Regions from separate parts of the Mus musculus genome. Here all the other regions are linked to region 2. The links are chromatin contacts, called in public Hi-C and HiChIP or PLAC-seq maps. All regions are on one chromosome and are shown on one strand. The core of a region is the stretch at or near the end of the contact, and the rest is flanking DNA. Distances in the headings are between cores, read along the strand shown.

Region 1 (2,700 bases), core at 146-2,645, 320 kb after region 2:
TCCAAGGGTCAATTGAGGAATGCTGCTGTGGGCCTTGGGCATCTTCTAGGCTCTTTCTGAAGTTCCTCTTTCCAAATCCCAGCTTTATCTGGTGCTTTCTAACGAGACCCTAAGATCTTTCTACAGCCTACTGTGAAGTCCATAAAAATCCAAAGTGTAGGTCCTGCACTTGAGGAAGGATGCTGAGTGCCAGTCCTCACCTATTCCAGGTCAAGCAGTGGATACAGCCTGCTTGCTTCTCCTGATGTGACCAGACTCACGATGTATCCTCTGAGGACATGCTCTGCTTCCGTGTGTCACTGACAATACATTTAAAATATTCTTAATGTGTTTTATACAGAATTTTGCATTTATTCATTTTTGAGTAGGTTTTAAGACAGAATCTATGTAGCTGTGCAGAATTCACTATGTATACCTGGCCTTGAACTTGGGAGTCATCCTCCAAGTGCTGGGGTTATAATGTGCACCACGGTGCATGGAAGATTCCACATATTTAGGTATTGTATCTTGGTGTAATTTATTCAGATAGTTAGTCCACCCTACTGCCAAAGATGGAGATGCCATCATTGGAATTTCCCACAAACCACCACCATCTGTCTTCCTTCCCCTCCTCCTCCCTCCTGCTTCCTATTTCTTCCTCCTTCTCTCCTTTTCCTTTCCTTATTTTATTCCCTCCCTTTTGCTTAGAAGAATGAGGAAAAATCAGCCTCACATAATTAGCTGAAAGCTCTCATTCTTAGGAGAACACAAGAAAAAAATATGACCAGTGGGTCTGGTCTATCTGCAACAATCTGATGACACGTATGAAACAGGCCCTTGATTTGTACTTGAAATACTCTTTAATAACGAGAGAATCTACTTTTGATGTGCTGATCCTTACAGGAGTCCCCTGGTCTCTCCTAGGTAAGAACTGTTGGCTGGTGTCTAGCTGGGGACAACGTAAAAGCGTGTTTTATTGCTGATGATTATGTCCTGCAGAAGAAAACTAAGGAAAAACTAAAAGACCTTAATTTGGGGTTTAAAAAAGGTACAGCTTTTCTCAGTAGGACCAAGGTTGGGCTGTGGCTGAGCTCCCAGGTTCTGGTTAAAGACCAGAGCTGGAAAGGGATGGTCAGTAGTCAGACATCTAGCAGTTCAGAGGCCCCAGGCATCCAAGCTGGGGAAAGTCTTGGGAGCTCTAGGAGGGGCAGGGGTCTGCTCTCTGTCTCTTGCGCTCTCCCTCTTGCTCTTGCTCTTGCTCGAGCTCTCACTGACTTGGGAGCATTTATTATGTGAAGACATGTGGGAAAGTCGGGCTTTTACTAAAGTCCTTGGGTTTTATGGTTTATTGTGGTGTGTATTAGTCAGAACTCTTTCTAACTCCTTTCAAGTGAGGAATTACTCAAGCAGGCTTAGCCTGGGATGAGAGGTGAGCCAGATGAGTGAGTTCTCCTTTACAGCTGCTATCATTTACTGAGTATCCGCTCGCTCTATCAGCTTCTGAACTATGTATGCTGAGCCAGATGTACTGATTCTGGCTGTTTGTTGATTTTGTTGTTGTTTGGGGTTTTTCTTTAGGCAAACAAAGAAAAAAAGAAAGAAAGAAAAGGACAAAAGAAAACAAAAGACCAAGCATGGGTCATATTTATCTCATTTTATCAAATCAACATAATTCTCTTGTGGCAAGAATATTACTGGTGAGATTGTAAAGCTGTATTATTGTGAATTTTTAGATTATTCAATCTTACTATTTTGCAGGTGTAGTTTACAAGAAAACACACCCAACCACCTTAGAGAAAGGCTCATCTGTGGCCTGGGTCCACCTCCCCTATTCCCCCGTACCCCCATACTGTTCACAACAGTAAAACAGACACACAGAACCTAAAACCCTCAAGCCTCATGGTGAGGCCCCAGAGCCACCAGATTTTTATTGGAATTACAATGAACACATCAAAGCCAAAGAGGACCAAGGAGACACATTTGATGGTACCAAATCAGTCTCTTAATTACAAGGCCATGGTGACATAAATACACTTAACAATGGTGTCAGTGACCAGTGCACCTTCATGTAGCTCAGTATGGGATCAACCCTGGTCATACAGTGATAGAGCTGAGGGCGGGAAGTCTAGACTCCTGGGTTTGAGTCCCGACTCCCAACCATGTCACTCTGGACAAAATCTTACTCTGTACCTGATTGTTCATCCAAGAAGCACGGGTGGTAGGATGAGTCACCTGGCAGGACAGCAGTAAGTGACAGTAAGTGACATAAACCCTGGGGAAGGGTCCAGTACAAAATGCCAATCCCGTCCGATCCACTTGGGAAGGCAGCATGCTGGAGCTGCCCACCATGAGCTGTGAACATCTCTCACACATCTTTAACGGAAGGGTTAAAACAAACGTATGAATTTCTCAGCAGAGTGCATCTGTTCTTCCACTGGCTGGAGCCAGCCTTTCCCCTGGTTGAAGGGAACAACAACATGACAGGAGTCTCCATACCTCCTGTGTCTCAGCCCTAACTGCACTATGAAGCCAATGCCAGAGAGCCAAGGAGGACAAAGGAGCCAGAGGTTGAAATGATGTTTCTCCCTCCTTGGCTCTCAAACTGTCCTTGTTTTGATTTATCCACAGGAAAACTGGCTGTGCCTTTGTCTTCTTTCCTCCTTGCAAAGTCAGTGAGCTCCCTGAGCAACTACACACTGCCCACAGCTATTCAAGTGCAAC
Region 2 (2,700 bases), core at 142-2,641:
CTCTCTGAAATAATTTCTCAGACAAACAATAGTAATTAGTATAGCTTGATCTTTTATAAGAATAGTAAGTAAAGACATAAGTCAGGGTAAATTTAAGTGAATATCCCAAAGTATATGCAGCTATCTGCTTACCTTTAATTTTGTGCGCTTTCCTAGTAAATTTAATTTTTATTTGAGAGAGGGGGGGATCTGGAACATTCAGAGATGCTTAAAGAATATTTTCTTAAAGAATGTATTTCATTTTAAGCCAAAGTTTATAATTACTGGGGGGAAATTCTAGAATTCAAAGTCTGGGAATTGAGGGAGTGGTACAGCAGGGACTTAGGAAGTGTTTTGGCTAAAAAGCACCGTCTCCTTCTTTGGTCCCACAAGGTAATTGGGATTAGGAAAAAACCTGACCTCTCTCCTTCATTTGTATCTGTCTCCATGGTTATCTTATTATAGAGTACCTCCCCCACCCCGTTCCAGATCCCCTAACAATATTTAAAGCTGTCTAGAGATTTCCAGACACTTTAGATCCTGGGAAAAATAGGGTTGATCAATAAACACCTTATGACTAAGGACTAAACTACCACTAAACAGACATGAGAGCCATTGTCTGCTATGGTAAGCCTGGACCCTGGAGCAGAAGTGACCACTTCATGAGAACCAGATTGCTCTCCTCAAATGATGACAATGACTAATTCAGAGTACGATGCAGAAGCAGAGCTGAGTGAGGACCAACCAGACTACACCTGGATCAGACTGCTTAACTTTGCAGATCTCTTGCCTCTACCCCATTCTTCCACTTTAACCTAAAATGCATGTCAGTGCCTTGAAGACAGTCTTGGGGCTCCCTTTATCAGTTCCTCCTTTCTCTCCTTTTCACAGCTAACTCTGTCTTTAATTAACATGTTGGATGGCAACTGCCCCCTCCTGCCATTAGCACTCTGCAAGCCCTGGCTTTTGCTCTCAAACTTAAGCCAGAGATAGACTTAGGCTGGGTTTGAAGGAAGAGGCGGCCTGGGATTTTGGCCATCTATTTTCTCCTCTGTCATTTGACGGAAGCCAGTGTTACTGCTGGATACATGGAGATTTTGGGGTCACATTATAGGGATCTATGTGCATCGTCTCTCACTGTTTGTCCTGTGAAGGAAGGAGAGAAGAAACCGCACAGAGCTTGTTGGGTTTAGTCATCCGTTTTTCTCATGACAGTGTTTAACTCTTTCACACACACACACACACACACACACACACACACACACACACCTATCAAGTACTGGAGGCCGTGCGAGGATCCGCAAATGAAGAGAATGGAGCTTTCTGCGTTTTCTTTTAGCTCATAGGACACAGCTCAGAGCCCTCACAGCAAAGGAATGACCTGTGACAATGGGAACAAAGACATCACACTCTCCACTGGCTTCTAGCTGCCTTGTATTTTTGCCCCACCCAGCCACACATGGTAATTAGTCATGGGTTTTGGTTGTTGCAGAAGATTTTCTTAAAGTGTGGGCTAATTAAGACATCCCTTTTGGCGAACCTATCTGAGATTAGTGGTTTCTTGATTAAATTTATTTCTTTCGAGTCTGCGTGATTCTGAACTCCTCCGTAGGCTTCATTGCAAGAGTCCAGCAAGCAGACTGATCATGCTTACAAACTTGGAGCTCAGAAGGATTTGGCAATATTGGTATTTTCTTTTCTCAGCTTTCCCGGATTTTTGGCTTAGGCGTTTGTGCCCTTCATCTGCTCCTCATTAGAACACCATCGGCTCTTGTTTGAGAGTTCTCAGTGCCTTAGTCAGAACTAAGAATATCCTTTCCTCCGGACAGCAGCCATGGACTTCCCAGAGCTCTGACAGAAGGGGAAGGAGCCGGGCCCCTGAGAGACTGACAGCACCCACTTTATGGGGTCATGGGAAAGACAAAGCCGAGGGCATTTGACAGGACACTAATTCAAATGACTGACTGACTCTCAAGAGGAGAGCTAAGCCAGCTCCAGGCATCAGCTGCTTCTGAGGCGCGTGAGCCATGAGGCACACATCTGCCTGAGGGAGGCTGCCTGCCGGCACAGGCCTTAGTTTGAACTTGGAAGGGAACAGTCCATTCATCCCTTTTCTGAGTGTGCACATCCATTCATTCGTAGTACACAAACGTGCCTTCGTCATTAACAAGTGGGAAACGTAGACGTGCACCAAGGAATTGTTTGGAAATAAACATCTTTGTGGTTTATTAGAGTTGTGCACTCTATTTTTATGTCCATATACCCAGGGTTGTGTAAAGATTTCATGCAGGAAGTGTTTGTGAGTGGAAGACATTTAAGAAGTTCCAGGTGACGTAAGAGAAGTTGATGACTTGCCTTCTGGGGGCTGGAGACCCAAGATCAGGGTGTGAGTGTGACTTCTTCCTCCCGAGGCCTCTCTCTGTGGCTGAAGATGATGGCATCTTCAACCTGCGTTGTCACATGACCTCCCCTGAGTGTCTGTGTCCTAATATCATCTCCTTATGCTTGATTAGTACTGACACCAAGGTCCCCATTTTAATTTAATTATTTCCTTAAAGACCTTGACTTGCTTGGCATGGTGGCCCACACTTTCCAGCCCAGCACTAGGAGGCTGAGGCAGGACAATTGCTGAGTTTGAAGCCAGTCCATTCTGCATTGTGGCTTGCAGGCTAGGCAGAGCTCCCTAATGACACCTTGTCTCTAAAAACATTATTCAATTTT
Region 3 (2,714 bases), core at 148-2,647, 280 kb after region 2:
CCATGTCTCATGGGCATTTTTTTTTTACTTTATCTCCCTCTGCAACCATCACAGCACTAGGTCTGCCAGCCCTTGGTGCCCCATGCCTGGAAGCATGGTCTAATTTTCCTCTTCCCTGTGGCTCTCTGGTTCCTTGGAGTGGTTAAGTTTAAAAAGGGGCTGCTTACAAAGACTTATGAACAACTGAAGAGGTTCTCATGGCTCCACAGAGCTGCCTCAGAATGTACTTCTGTGTAAGACAGAAGGACAAACTCCATGGCCTGTGATGTCCTGGAGACTGTATCTAAGAAAGGGGAGTAAGGAACAAAGGATCCCTATCCAAGGTTAGAAACAAGCAAAACGTGTACAGGACGGAAACCCTTGGAGCCATGCTATAACATCACACAGCCTGCAAAGGCAGAACCGGATACCACACAGCCTATCCGCATCCAAACCCTGACCCCATCTATACTGCTCCTCTGCCTCTCTGGGTCCATCATGTTCTGTTGAGAGCACTTCACGCCCAAGATCTGATGGAAGGTGATGGAAGCAAGCCAGCTGGGGGGAAGATGACACCGTTGCTGTGTAAACACCAGCTCTACACCACCCAGACAAGGTACAGCCCTAGCCACATGAGGCAAGCTGACATCAACATATAAACATCATCTGTGTACTAGTTGGACCCTGGAACAAACAATAGGGTGCCATAGGCATCCAGTCATCAGTGCAAGAATGGAAAGATAAGGTCAAAGCCGACCCTCAAGGGTGCACATAGTAAGGAGCATGATGAACCTGGCCTACAATCGTACACAAGTGCTAAGGAAAAGCATGAGATCTATGGTCCTCTCTGGCTCTGCAGGCTCTGAATCAAGTTGCAGGTAGAGCATTGATGCTATTATCATAGTTCTTAGTGTTAGAGACTTACAAGTCGAACATTAGAAATATATGCCAGTCCATCCAAGCACACTGTATTAAAAAGTACGTGTCAGGAGCCTGAGGATGACGATGGGGGGTATCAGAATGAGCCAGGTTTTCAGAGGAAGGCCTCCCTACATACTGGTTACATCACACCTGTGAGTGGAAATGAGCAGCCTGGCCTTGTTGGACAGTAACAAGGGCTTCTCAGACAATCAGAGAGCAAGTGTCTTATCTGATACATAGGCAGCCAGGCCTCGGCAACAGAGGCAAGTTGCTTCAGGAGTCTAGGAGGTGTTGATCTGTGTGACACTGAGTAGTCCCATGGGTAGGAACACCCTTCTACCCAGCCCTGGCTTATCTCCAAGTCTCCAGCTTTTTAAAGCCGAAACAATGACAATTCTGACCCTTGTTGTTTCCTAAGAACACTTATGGGACAAAGTCAGTGCCGCAGTAAACAGCTTGGGAGCCAAAAGTCTCTGGCTCCAGCGAGCATGTCAGGAATGATTCATCTGATGAGAATTCTCTTTCTAAAGAGAGAAAGTCGGGTTAAACAAGGCCCTGCACACAGTGGCCTTCCTGTAGCAAACAAATCCCAACCAGATCCATCAGACCAGGTGAGGGCATGCTCACCCACCAAGCCCACCTACGGCTGATGTGTCTGTGAGCTCAGACTTACAAATGAGAAGAGAAAGATGATAATGAAGAAAATGGAGGAGGAGGAGGAGGAGAAGGAGGAAGGTGGAGGGGAGGAGGAAAGAGGAGAGTGATGAGGAGCAAGATGAGGAGGTGGTGGAGAAGGAGAAGGAAGAAGATGAAGAGGAGGAGAAGGAGGAGGAAGAAGATGAAGAGGAGGAGGAAGGAAGAGAGTGGTAAGGAGGAGGAGGTGGAGGGGGCAGAAGAGGAAGAGGAGGAGGTGATGATGGTGGCAACAGTAATGATAATTATGATAGAAGTGCATTTATCAAAAAATGTTCACAGCCTTGCCTATAGTCTAATGGTGGCATTCTCTCAATTTTGGTTCCTTCTTCCCAAATTACTCCATCTTGTGTCAAGTTGACAAAACTAACCCACACACCAACACTGTCTCAGAAGAGCAATAGGTCAATGGCATCTAGTTCTCCATAGGGCAGAGTAAGGAGAAGGGATGCCTTCAGGGGATGGGGAATCACATGGGCCCAGGAGGAAGCAATAGAAAAGCCATTGCCTGAAGGAGAGCCTGGTGCTGGGAAGCAGAATCTAGAGAACAGAATTATGGCCACCAAGATTTGGGCAACAATTAGAGCTGTGCCTTGGTATTCGTGGGTGACTAATTCCAGGACCCCCTTACAGGTGCCAAAAATCTAAAGACTATGGCTTTTCATAAGTGTCCCCCAGAAAGTGCATATTATGAAGGTTTAGTCCGCATCATATTGTGACCAAGCAGGACCTACTAAAGGGAATTAGGTCACTGGAGTTGTGCCCTTAAAGGTGGTATTTGAACCCTAAGTCAATCTCTCTCTTCTCCTCCCCTCCTCTCTCTCTCTCTCTCCCTCTCTCCCTCTGTATTTGCCATGAGGTGAACAATTTTCTTCCTCCACATGCTACTACTATCATATGCTGCTTGCCACAGGATTAAAACAACCAATTACAGCATGAAGTTGAAACTTCCGAATCCATGAGCCAAAATAAACCTTTCTTCCTAAGTTTCTTACCTCAGATATTTTGTTACAGTGATGGAAAGCTGACTGACACACTGAGAAGAAATCTCATATAAAATAAGGCTCTGTCTGTATATAGCCTGCACACATTCTCATATGCTCTAACTCATCTCTAAATGG

Evidence for each region. Hi-C and Micro-C count contacts between places; a contact is called where the count stands out from the background. HiChIP or PLAC-seq counts read pairs in DNA pulled down with a chosen protein or histone mark.
Region 1: an H3K27ac HiChIP or PLAC-seq map of the NIH/3T3 cell line shows a contact between it and region 2, with 6 times the contacts expected there. The contact joins two enhancer-like sites. A contact is called at or near these places in 1 of 15 datasets of contacts at CTCF or cohesin (the NIH/3T3 cell line), 5 of 484 Hi-C or Micro-C datasets (3T3-L1-derived adipocytes, bone marrow-derived macrophages, embryonic fibroblasts and 2 more) and 1 of 115 datasets of contacts at active chromatin or transcription factors (the NIH/3T3 cell line).
Region 3: a contact with region 2 is called in a Hi-C map of embryonic fibroblasts, with 2.6 times the contacts expected there. The contact joins two enhancer-like sites. A contact is called at or near these places in 1 of 39 promoter capture datasets (the 3T3-L1 cell line), 1 of 15 datasets of contacts at CTCF or cohesin (the NIH/3T3 cell line), 5 of 484 Hi-C or Micro-C datasets (3T3-L1-derived adipocytes, the C2C12 cell line, bone marrow-derived macrophages and 1 more) and 2 of 115 datasets of contacts at active chromatin or transcription factors (the NIH/3T3 cell line and cardiomyocytes).

Annotation. Positions count from the first base shown.
Region 1 is chr6:117,649,351-117,652,050 of GRCm38.p6, forward strand. No RefSeq gene overlaps it. Among named protein-coding and RNA genes, the nearest start is that of Gm9946, 91 kb to the left of the region's middle. Within about 2 kb of position 1,396, at least 9 of the 459 cell types and tissues checked have an H3K27ac peak or open chromatin away from gene starts, as enhancers often do. A contact at or near this core is called in the NIH/3T3 cell line and embryonic fibroblasts, where this site is marked.
Region 2 is chr6:117,325,665-117,328,364 of GRCm38.p6, forward strand. No RefSeq gene overlaps it. Among named protein-coding and RNA genes, the nearest start is that of Cxcl12, 160 kb to the left of the region's middle. Within about 2 kb of position 1,392, at least 35 of the 459 cell types and tissues checked have an H3K27ac peak or open chromatin away from gene starts, as enhancers often do. A contact at or near this core is called in the NIH/3T3 cell line and embryonic fibroblasts, where this site is marked.
Region 3 is chr6:117,605,899-117,608,612 of GRCm38.p6, forward strand. No RefSeq gene overlaps it. Among named protein-coding and RNA genes, the nearest start is that of Gm9946, 48 kb to the left of the region's middle. Within about 2 kb of position 1,398, at least 28 of the 459 cell types and tissues checked have an H3K27ac peak or open chromatin away from gene starts, as enhancers often do. A contact at or near this core is called in the NIH/3T3 cell line and embryonic fibroblasts, where this site is marked.